Regions from separate parts of the Mus musculus genome. Here region 1 is linked to region 2. The links are chromatin contacts, called in public HiChIP or PLAC-seq maps. All regions are on one chromosome and are shown on one strand. The core of a region is the stretch at or near the end of the contact, and the rest is flanking DNA. Distances in the headings are between cores, read along the strand shown.

What was found. HiChIP or PLAC-seq counts read pairs in DNA pulled down with a chosen protein or histone mark.
Region 1: a contact with region 2 is called in an H3K27ac HiChIP or PLAC-seq map of extraembryonic endoderm stem cells. The contact joins two enhancer-like sites. A contact is called at or near these places in 2 of 484 Hi-C or Micro-C datasets (bone marrow-derived macrophages and nephron progenitors), 1 of 115 datasets of contacts at active chromatin or transcription factors (extraembryonic endoderm stem cells) and 1 of 9 other capture datasets (embryonic stem cells).

The regions. Positions count from the first base shown.
Region 1 is chr3:65,903,341-65,908,140 of GRCm38.p6, reverse strand. No RefSeq gene overlaps it. Among named protein-coding and RNA genes, the nearest start is that of Gm35039, 23 kb to the left of the region's middle. Within about 2 kb of position 3,225, at least 100 of the 459 cell types and tissues checked have an H3K27ac peak or open chromatin away from gene starts, as enhancers often do. A contact at or near this core is called in extraembryonic endoderm stem cells, where this site is marked.
Region 2 is chr3:65,561,894-65,566,683 of GRCm38.p6, reverse strand. No RefSeq gene overlaps it. Among named protein-coding and RNA genes, the nearest start is that of Gm34924, 17 kb to the left of the region's middle. Within about 2 kb of position 2,258, at least 41 of the 459 cell types and tissues checked have an H3K27ac peak or open chromatin away from gene starts, as enhancers often do. A contact at or near this core is called in extraembryonic endoderm stem cells, where this site is marked.

The DNA.
Region 1 (4,800 bases), core at 1,976-4,475, 340 kb before region 2:
GTTAGTGACCCAGAGTTGGCAGTGTTGTGGTGACTCCAGCACTCCGAGGAACCGTAGAAATGTCCATCATCTAAACACCTGAAAAACCCAAGGCTCCATACTGCTAACATAGTTCCTAACCCTGGTTGCACACCAGAATTAGTTATAGAGATTGTGTCTTGCTTACTTTTGGTTTTGAGGCACAGTCTCATGTAGCCCAGGTTTGCCTCAAACTCCATTACATAGCCAAGGATGACTCTGAACTCTGGATCCTTCTGCTGTCATCTCCCAAGTGTTGATATTTACAATTGTACACTACCACAACCAGCCATTTACAAAGATCGGTAAGAATCTAGACTCAAGGCCTGTACCTTCAGATGTAAGGAGTCTGAGGCGCAACCCAGTTTCACTCTTACACGAGAGCTCTCAGGTGCTACTAATATGAGTGAGCACTGAGAAGCATGGATGTAGTAGAAAAAAGTGGGGCTTTAGAGCCTTTGCTATCTCACTGCTGCCATTTGTAAGCTATGGGATATCAAGTTTGTCAATGATCTCTCTGCTCCCTAGACCTCACTTCTTAAGCACAAAGAATTGCACAAGGGTTAACTATCGAGACATATATCTGTCAAGGTTCCTGGCACCAAAAGTTTGGTGTTCAAAACATACCATATTGATTAGTACCATGTACCTAAGGTTTCACAGTTATCTGAAGGGGAAACAAGAAACTCACCAGAACCATTCTGTGTACCTAGTAGGCACTGTATAGTGCTTACTGCATATCTCTCACGTTTCCATGGATCAATCTTGGCCTTAACCCAGACCCTGCATTTGAATCTACATTTGCTAGCTGGGCATGTGGACTTTCAGGAACATGTCACATTCAAGTTCTAGTGAGTGGTGAGAGAGTTCCGAGTTAGTGTTGCATGGACTAGACCAAAAAGCCTCATGGCTTTTATCCTAAGTACTGATTTACCTCCCAGGTTTAGGTCTCAGCTAAAAAGAACCTGTTTTTATTCTGATTAAACAACTATGATCGAACTCATGTTTTAAAAATAGAGACTTTGACAAGAGCATAATTTTCAGGAAGTGTTTTTAGAATTTTAAAAATTGTAGTAAGCTTGGGGATACAGCATTTAAAGCTTTTATTCCCCCCTTTCCTTTCCCTCCCCTCCCCTCCCCTCCCCTCTACTTTTCTCTTCTCTTCTCTTCTCTTCTCTTCTCTTCTCTTCTCTTCTCTTTTCTTTTTTTCTTTTTTTGCTACAAGGTTTCTCGACATAACCGGACTGTCTTGCAATTTACTGTGGATTGGTTCTGTGCACCACATGCCTGATTCCTGGTTTTTTGTTTGTTTCTGGTTTTACTTTTTTTAATTTGTTTTAATTGACTGTACTGTAAAGTCCCCTCCACAATATCCTAGTACTGTTTCACTCTCTACTGACTTTCACTTAAATATCTTTAGCACTATATTTTATGTGTATTTTGACAGAAGATGAGTGAAAACCAGATATCCTTTTAGAAATTGTGGGCCTGAGGTCTGGCTCTGTTGTGCAGTGTGTGTGAACCTTGGGTCTCCACTATTTTGTCTGGTAGTTTCTTCATGATTAGGACATGAGTTCTGCATGGAATTGGTTGAAACAGGTCTAGGCAACATGATGCTGACCATGAATTTTTTAGGAATTTATTAAGCGCCTGCCATTTGTTCAGCTTTCAGTAGGAAGTCTAGTGGGAGTTAGAGGGCTTGGGGTCTTTAGGAGGAAGGCTGGAGTTTTCCTAGAAGAGATAACGCCCACATCGAGGAACAACTAGGGACCAATTTCCACTCAAGAGCTTCGATAAGTCCATCCAGAGTGACTCAGGCAAAAAACAAATGGGAACGCTCAAGAGACAACAATCACCGAGAAATGGGAGGGAGTTGAAATCCGATTTCCTGCGCCTTAGTGTTCTATTTCTCTTTAGTCTTGGACACAACGTCTTGGATAGTAACAACCTGAAACAAAACTGCTTGAAGCTAGCTGGAGCCAGGCATTTTCCTAGCAGCACATTCCAGCCCTGGAACTGTCTGAATTCTAAATCTCCATTATCCCGTTCAGTTTCCAGCAGCCTTTTGCAAGCCCTGTGCCTTAGACTCTGTGTGCCTCAGACAGCCTGGACAAGGCCCAGATTGTGTGAAGAGTTCTCAGTGGGCACAGGGTACAAATGGTGGGAGGGGAACTGCTGGGGGGGAATGTTCCTGCCGAGCCATCCTCTGTAGATGGCCTCTAGGAGGTCAAATCCCGAGTCAGAACTAGCCTGAGTGTTGTTCATGCTTGGTGCTGGGGTGAGGGCGTTTGGGTGTGTGTGTGTGTGTGTGTGTGTGTGTGTGTGTGTGTGTGTGTGTGTTAGGGGGAAGCAGCTGATAATGCCAGTGGGCATTTTTGTCTGAGCCTCACCCCACAAGAACTTTAACTTCCTGTTTGTTACATTCTCTTCCAGCAGAAAGAAAGAAACTGCAGTAGACTATCTATCCCAATCTCAAATGTGAAATGAACAAACAATCAAATGCTGTCTGGATCATGAAGCTAGAAACAGAGGTTTGAGAGGCCCCAGTGAGAGTTTAATAAGTGCTGCCTGGAAGAGTGTTGATTTGGAAACTCTTGGCAGCATTGATGACTTCCTTAACAACGGAAGGAAAATGGACCAGGGTTTTTTTTTTTTTTTTTTTTTTCCAGAGTTTAGCAGCACAGCCAGGAGAAAGAGAATGTCTCCCTCATCCGCGCTGCTAATTTCCTGTTGGAGAAGGTCTCCCTCACCCCTGCCAACTGACTGTGTGTTCTTGGGCACAGCCTTTATCTCTGGGTCTCAGTCTTCCCATCTGTAGAATGAAGAAGTGTCAGCCCAGGAAAGTTGGAAGGTTCTTTCCTGCCTGATATCCTGAATCTGTGCAAGTCATTTTCAGCTCTGCTAAATTATGCATTGCTCCACTGAGAGGGAGGGAGAGGGAGAGGGGGAGGGGGAGGGGGAGGGGGAGGGGGAGGGGGAGGGGGAGGAGGGGAAGAGGGAGGGAGAGGGGGAGAGAGAGAGAGAGAGGGAGAGAGAGAGAGAGAGGGAGAGAGTGAGAGAGAAGGAGAGAGCGAGCTAACTTTGTGCAAGAGATGAATAACATGCACAGCTAGACTTTCTGATTAAGTGGGGCTCAGCACCTCGATGCACTGTGCTTAGCTGGGATGATGAGTCTCTGCCTGAGGGAAGACAGAGCTATTTTGAGGCAGGGCTGATTAGAGATAAGGTGTTGCATTTCTTTGCCAAATTCTGGCCATGACTCACCCAAAGCTCTTAGGCTTAAAGCTTAACCCTTGATGAATGGATGTAAGCTAACCTGCTCCTCACACTCCAGCTCTGTCTGTCCGTTAAGAGCACCTTTGACCTCTCCTTGTTTAGAGAGCACCTCCGAGGCGAAGCTCGTGTTTGTAATCTCTCTCCCTGACATCTTCTCTCCTTTGCTCTTTTCTGTTACTCGGTCTTCTGAGTTATATAAAAGGGATCAACTTCAAAATCCTCTTAAATAAATCCAGCCACCCTGTTAGGTAAGGGGATGGAAGTGTCACAAGATGCTTGGAAGGGGAAAATACTTCTGCATCTAAAAAGCCTGGAACATGAGCAAGCTATGCAACTGACCAAGAAAGAGACCACTAGGTTTATGTTACTTTGAAAGCCAACAAAATTAAATCAAGGGGCAGCTACGACGTTATAGAATGCTTCAGTGGGCTGTTCCCACTCTTTACAATCTTACTATGTTATCTTTAACCTGTTTGTTTATGTTTTGGCTTGACACCGAGGAAAACCCCTGTGGCAGTTTGACAGGACAGGGTTAGGACTGGGGCTTACACGGCTCCTGATTTTATACAGTTGCTTTGGTCCTAACAAGCAACATGCAGAAGGAATTTTTAAAATTGACTCAGATTTCAGAAACCCTTCAGGGAGTTCATTCCTTTAAAAACAGCCTGTACCTCAGCCCTTTCTAAGGAGAACAATCATAGCTCTGTTTGCTTTGGAAAAGGCTTTTTTAAAAAACCAAAAAAAAAAAAAAAATAAAAAAATAAATAAATAAAAAACCTTATTTTTGAGGGACATAACTCAATGTGGCAAATGATATTGTTTTATTAATTAATTAATTTGCCTCCTGACTTCTGTCTCCCCTCCCTCCTCTCCTCTGAGTTTCTCACCCACCACTACCCCTCCTAACCATCCATTCCTTCTGCCTTTCTCTTCTGAGAAGTGGAGGCCTCCCATGGATATCAACCAACCCCGGTATGTCAGGTTGGAGAAAGACTAGGTGCATCTTCTCCTATTGAGGCTAGATGAGGCAGCCCAGTAGGGGAAAAGGGTCCCAAAGGCAAGCAACAGAGTCAGCTCCTACTGTTAGGAAGACCAAGCTACACAACTATAACCTATGTACGGAGGGCCTAGGCCAGTCCCATGCAAGCTCCTTGGTTGGCTGTTCAGTCCTATGAACCCTGGTGGACCCAGGTTAGTGATTTTGTAGGCTTTCTTGTGATGTCCTTGACCGCTTTGGCTCCTACAATCTTTCTTCCCCCTCTTCTGCAGGATTCCACAAGTTCTACCGAATGTTTGACTGTGGGTCTCTGCATCTGTTTCCATCAGTTGCTAGGTGAAGCCTCTCTGATGATGGTTATGCTATGCTCCTGTCCCAGCACATCTTGTAGGTAGGATGAATTGCATGTGGAAGGTTTTGCATTTGGATTGGTGTCCCAATGCCTCCACTGGAAGTCTTGCCTGGTTACAGGAGATGGCCAGTTCAGGCTCCATATCCTCCATTGCTAG
Region 2 (4,790 bases), core at 1,009-3,508:
GCACAGTAGAGCAGACTGAGGCCCCACCTGCCTCTTAGCCTCCACAATTGTCCTGCAGGGGATCCCTTCCAATGGGGGAGTACTGAGGGGACTGAAATCCTGCAGTTACCCCGAGTGAAAGAAAGGGGCTCCGCAGGGGAGCCTGGAGGCATTTCACACCCTTCTTGCCTCCCAGCAAGACTTGTACACCTTAACTGGTTGCCAATCCTCTGCCAGCAGCTAAGGCTCATTGTTCTTCAATCTTTACTCTCACTGATCTCCAGTGAACACTCACGGCTTCCTCAGGTTTATTTATTCCTAACAGGACACGGAGTTGAAAACAGATCCTCCTAATAACGAATGGCCCTGCTCCCAGTACACAGAAGAGCTTCCAAGCCCTTAGTTAATGATCACGTTGGTTGTTGTTGCTTGGATTGTTTTTGTTGTGTTTAGTTTGTTGTTGCGCTGCGTTTTGGAGACAGAATCTTGCAGTTGTGTGTGTGGTTTTGCAGTTCTCACCTTTGGAATCTGCCAGGAAGCCTCTGAGAGAGTTCCACGTGTACTGTGTAGTTAAGCACCTGGTCACAGGATTTATGCACACGTGATTCCGATGCTCCTCCCAGGCCTTCTAGAAGGGCCACTTTCCCTCAGAGTTGGGCTACTTACTGCAAAACTACCCTAGAGCACTGCCTGTCAGCTGCCTGTCACTCACATTCCCACTGGGCCCCTTGCGGCCCATTGACACCTCCTAGAAGTCCAGAATGCCTTAGAACCATGTCTTGGGCCTACTTCTCTCCAAGGCCTCACTGTTTCTCTGCTTTGGTCCTTTCTGATCACTGTGGGCATGTGACACCTTAGGCATTCCAGAATTGGGCCGCCTCAGAGGCTTGAGAAGGTTTTAAAAGACCGCCCATTTTTAATAAACAGCTAACTTGTTAATGAGAGGCAGGGAGGGTAACAGGAGGAAAGGCAGGAATGATAGACAGTTGGCTGCTAAGTCAGAAATTAGCAAGCTGCCCAGCTCCTGATTGTTGTCAGTGAAACCAAAAACATTTGCTCTTTAGCTAGGATGTCTTAGAGGGTTGTTCGAGTTGTTGTTGTTTGTGTGTTTTTGAGACTGGGTTTCTAAGCCCCCACCCCCACCCAACCCCCAGGGCAGATGGCCTCTACCTGAATGCTGGAATTACAGGTGTGAGCCACTGAAAAGACTGATTAAAAAAAAAAAAAAGTCACAGCAGTGGAGATGAAAGCAGAGATCTACCTGAGCCACTGGCCAGGCCTCATACCTTTCTCAGAACACATTTTCATTCCTCTTGAGACAGGATGTGTTTATTATGCATGGGTTTTTGTTCCTCTGCTTGTTAAATAGGGGGCAAGAAAGATGGCCAAGCAGTCAAGAGTTTGTGTTGGTCCTGACTGGACCCTAGTTGAGATCCTAGCACCCGCTTCAAGGCTCACAACTAAAGAACTGTAACTCCCGTTTTGGAACCCAACATCCTCTTCTGGCCTTCGCAGGGCCTTGCATATAGTACATGTGCGTGCACACACACACACACACACACACACACACGAGTAAATCTTAGATTCTTTTCTTATTTAAGAATAATAGTTTTCTGTCAATGTATGAAAAGGTGATATAGTGAGAATCCCTGAATTTTCTTTTGTCACACTCTGCTATGACAGCCTTCAAGACTCTGTTTGTCCTGCCCTTACGCTGAGTTTTCCCATGTATTTTTATTAGTATAACGAGACCATGGCTTTCCCTTGTCTGTTTTGAAGTAGCTTTATTCATTATAAATCACCATATCAAAATATCTAGTAGTTTCCCAAATGCAGAAAGACATCAGACAGATGGGAGAGAAAAACTTAGTAATTAATTATACTCTGCCTCTCTCTCAGCTGTTGGCAGAGACCTATATAACTCAAACCCAGTGCTGCTGCTTCTCCTGAAGCGCTGAATGGTACCAGGTCGAACTCTTTTGTGGGAGTCATATGACTTCCACCTGAAGAACCTGGAAATGTGCCTACAGTCACTGGCTGCTTATAGCACCTCTGAAAGTAAATGCCTGCCACAAAAAAACATTTTGTTTCTGCTGAAGGAATGAACCCCATCAGTCCTGGGTACTTCCAGCATTTGCTGGATGAGTCTTCCCTTGAAAGAGTGAAATAAGGAGCCAGAGAAAAGAGCTCCTGTCCCAAAGGCCTGGCTGTTTCTCTCTGGCTCCCCTTAGCCTGTGTGTGCCTTTGTACAGCTGGTGGTTAGCGACATGGTCCTGTGTTTACACACGGGTAGCCTGAAAAGGCCGAGCAGTGAGCAAGCTGCACCGGGGCTGGCCACCCATCTCAGTGCATTTATTTGTCCTTTCAACTGACACAGACTTTCCAAACACTGATTCACATACTTCCCTTGGAGATAGGCACACAATGTCAAATTCCTGCCTTGTCAGAGATGAAACAGATGCAGGGGGTCAGGTGGTGGTCCAGGGCCACACAGCAAGTATGCTAGTCACAGAGTCCAAAAGTACTCAGGCTAGGCTCAGGTTCCTCTGATCCCAAGCCTAACTGTGCCCTGTCCTCTGGATAGCACACCCAAATGGCCTGTCTCCTAAGCAACGTGGGCACACATTTACTGAAAGTACCACTGGCTGAGTGCAGCGTCTGTGCTTGCCAAGGGCTTTGGTTCTGTGTTGGACTTTTTGAGAGCTAGCAATGGGAGCTTCTGAAGGCCAGGGAGGAAAATGTTTCTTGATTGTTGTAGCCCAGCACCTACACCTGTGCCTGGTATACAATAGAGACTCAATAAACACTAGATGAATGGTAAATCGTCACTGAATTCTGTTAATCATTGGAACTCGAAGCTGAGCCTTGCCTGCCTGACACCTTTGTGAGTCTTCAAGGGCATTTAAAAAGACTTTTTTTGTGTGTCTGCATGTGGTGACATATACCTATAATCCTAGCACTTGAGATCATGAGGCAAGAAGATTGCAAGTTCCAGGTCAGCTCTGTCTTGATAAGTAAATACATACAAATAAAATTTAAAACAAACAAACAAATAAAATTTAAAAACCAGGCTCTTAATTGAGCCTCTCTGAAGAGAGCAGAGATGACTGCTTCTAGAATGATCTCTATGTGCTATACATAAGGACTGGAGCCACACATAAGGACATAGAAGCCGGCTGCTTAGATCCCGCTCGGACAGAAGAAAGCATCAGACCTCCTCATGACCTTACAGTAGCTTCTTAAATGCAGCTTCACTTCAGAAGTAGCAGATAGCTACAGCCACACGGCTGCCCACGGGTCCTAGACAGAACGGTTACATAGAGGAGCAGCTATGTCCCTATCTGCACTTACAGCCCAAGCTGAGCTTAGGCACAGAGTCCTGTGAGCAGTCCATCTAAGAACTGACATTGTTACGCCACGAAGTCAGGCTTGGCAAAATGAGGCTTGTGAGACACTCTCCTAGGCAGAGGGTCTGGTCATGGAAATGGCCTTGGCTCCTCTGGAACTCATCACAGTATGCCCATCCCACCTGGCAGTCTGTGCTCCCTTGGTCTTTCTCCCTGCACTAATTACGTTACTTAGGAAGACACTTCTTATTTCCCAAGCAGAAAACTAAAGGCAAATAGATGAATTTCTAAATCATTGAAAAGTACAGTTTTACTCTGTTTTCTCTGGGGGAATGAGAGTTTTTTACCCTAGAGGCCACGCTGGCCTGAAACTCACAGTTAGCCTCCTTTCTCAGGTTCCAAGAATGCAGTGACAAGCAGGGGCTACCACACCCAGCCACATGCTTGAAACTCTATAAGGAAATGTGTTGGGAGATCTTAAGTGGGACAGAATTCCAGTATTGCTTCTTTTCAGTATCTAGTACATTGTGTAACCACAAGTACACAGTCCCTTTTTTCATTGAGATATATGTTATAAAATGTCTGCAAAGTATCAGGAACCCTCCGGATCAGTTTTGGAAATCACATGCTGCCTGTAGAGTGCACCCCATCTCTACGCTGTATTTTCTTTCCAAGTTTGGAGAAGACACTCGCTCAAGTGCTGAGGTCTGGAGGATCTAGAATTTTGTATTACTCTTCTGAAGAAGGCCCGATCCTTTCTCACTGTTAACATTGAGGCGTTTCTAGCCAAAGAGCCCGGGCCTACTAAGAATCATTGATAGACCCAGAGAAATCCTTTGGAGCCAGCTGCCTCATGTCTGTCCCACACAAGATCACCCAGTGCCACCACATTCTCTTGGAGGCAGTTCACACGGGTCCCTGGGTTGCTGAGGTTAAAGATGGCAAAGGCCACTAAGAAATTCCCATCATTGTATGCTTGAGAATGTATGCCCAACCAGGAAGGAGCGGAGCGCTGACAGATGAGGCTGTCATTATGGAGACAGCCCTTTGCTGGCTGCTCTTTCCTTGATCTTCAAACGTGAGACTGACTTCAGAATCTCTGAATAGCGGGGCTTGGAAACAGCCACCGAGCTGGTGTGGCTGCTACTCGGCCTCCAGAGCTGCTCTGTAACACTGCGTTACATAACCTTGAGAGAACACTATTATCTCTGTTAAACCAGGCAAAGGACCCTCATGGCGATAAATGAGTTTAAGGCATGGCACTCACGGATAAAAGTCTACATCTAATTTCTACATAAGAAGTGAACAGAGAAACGTTCTCTGGCAATGAAAAGGAAGTTCCTTCATATATTTAATTAATTAAGATTGAGAAATATTTTCCATAGGGAAAAGTTAGTTCCTGTCCCCTGTGTCTCTCAGGATATGTATAACGTCTGGAATACTCAAATGATATTGTCGTGTCTT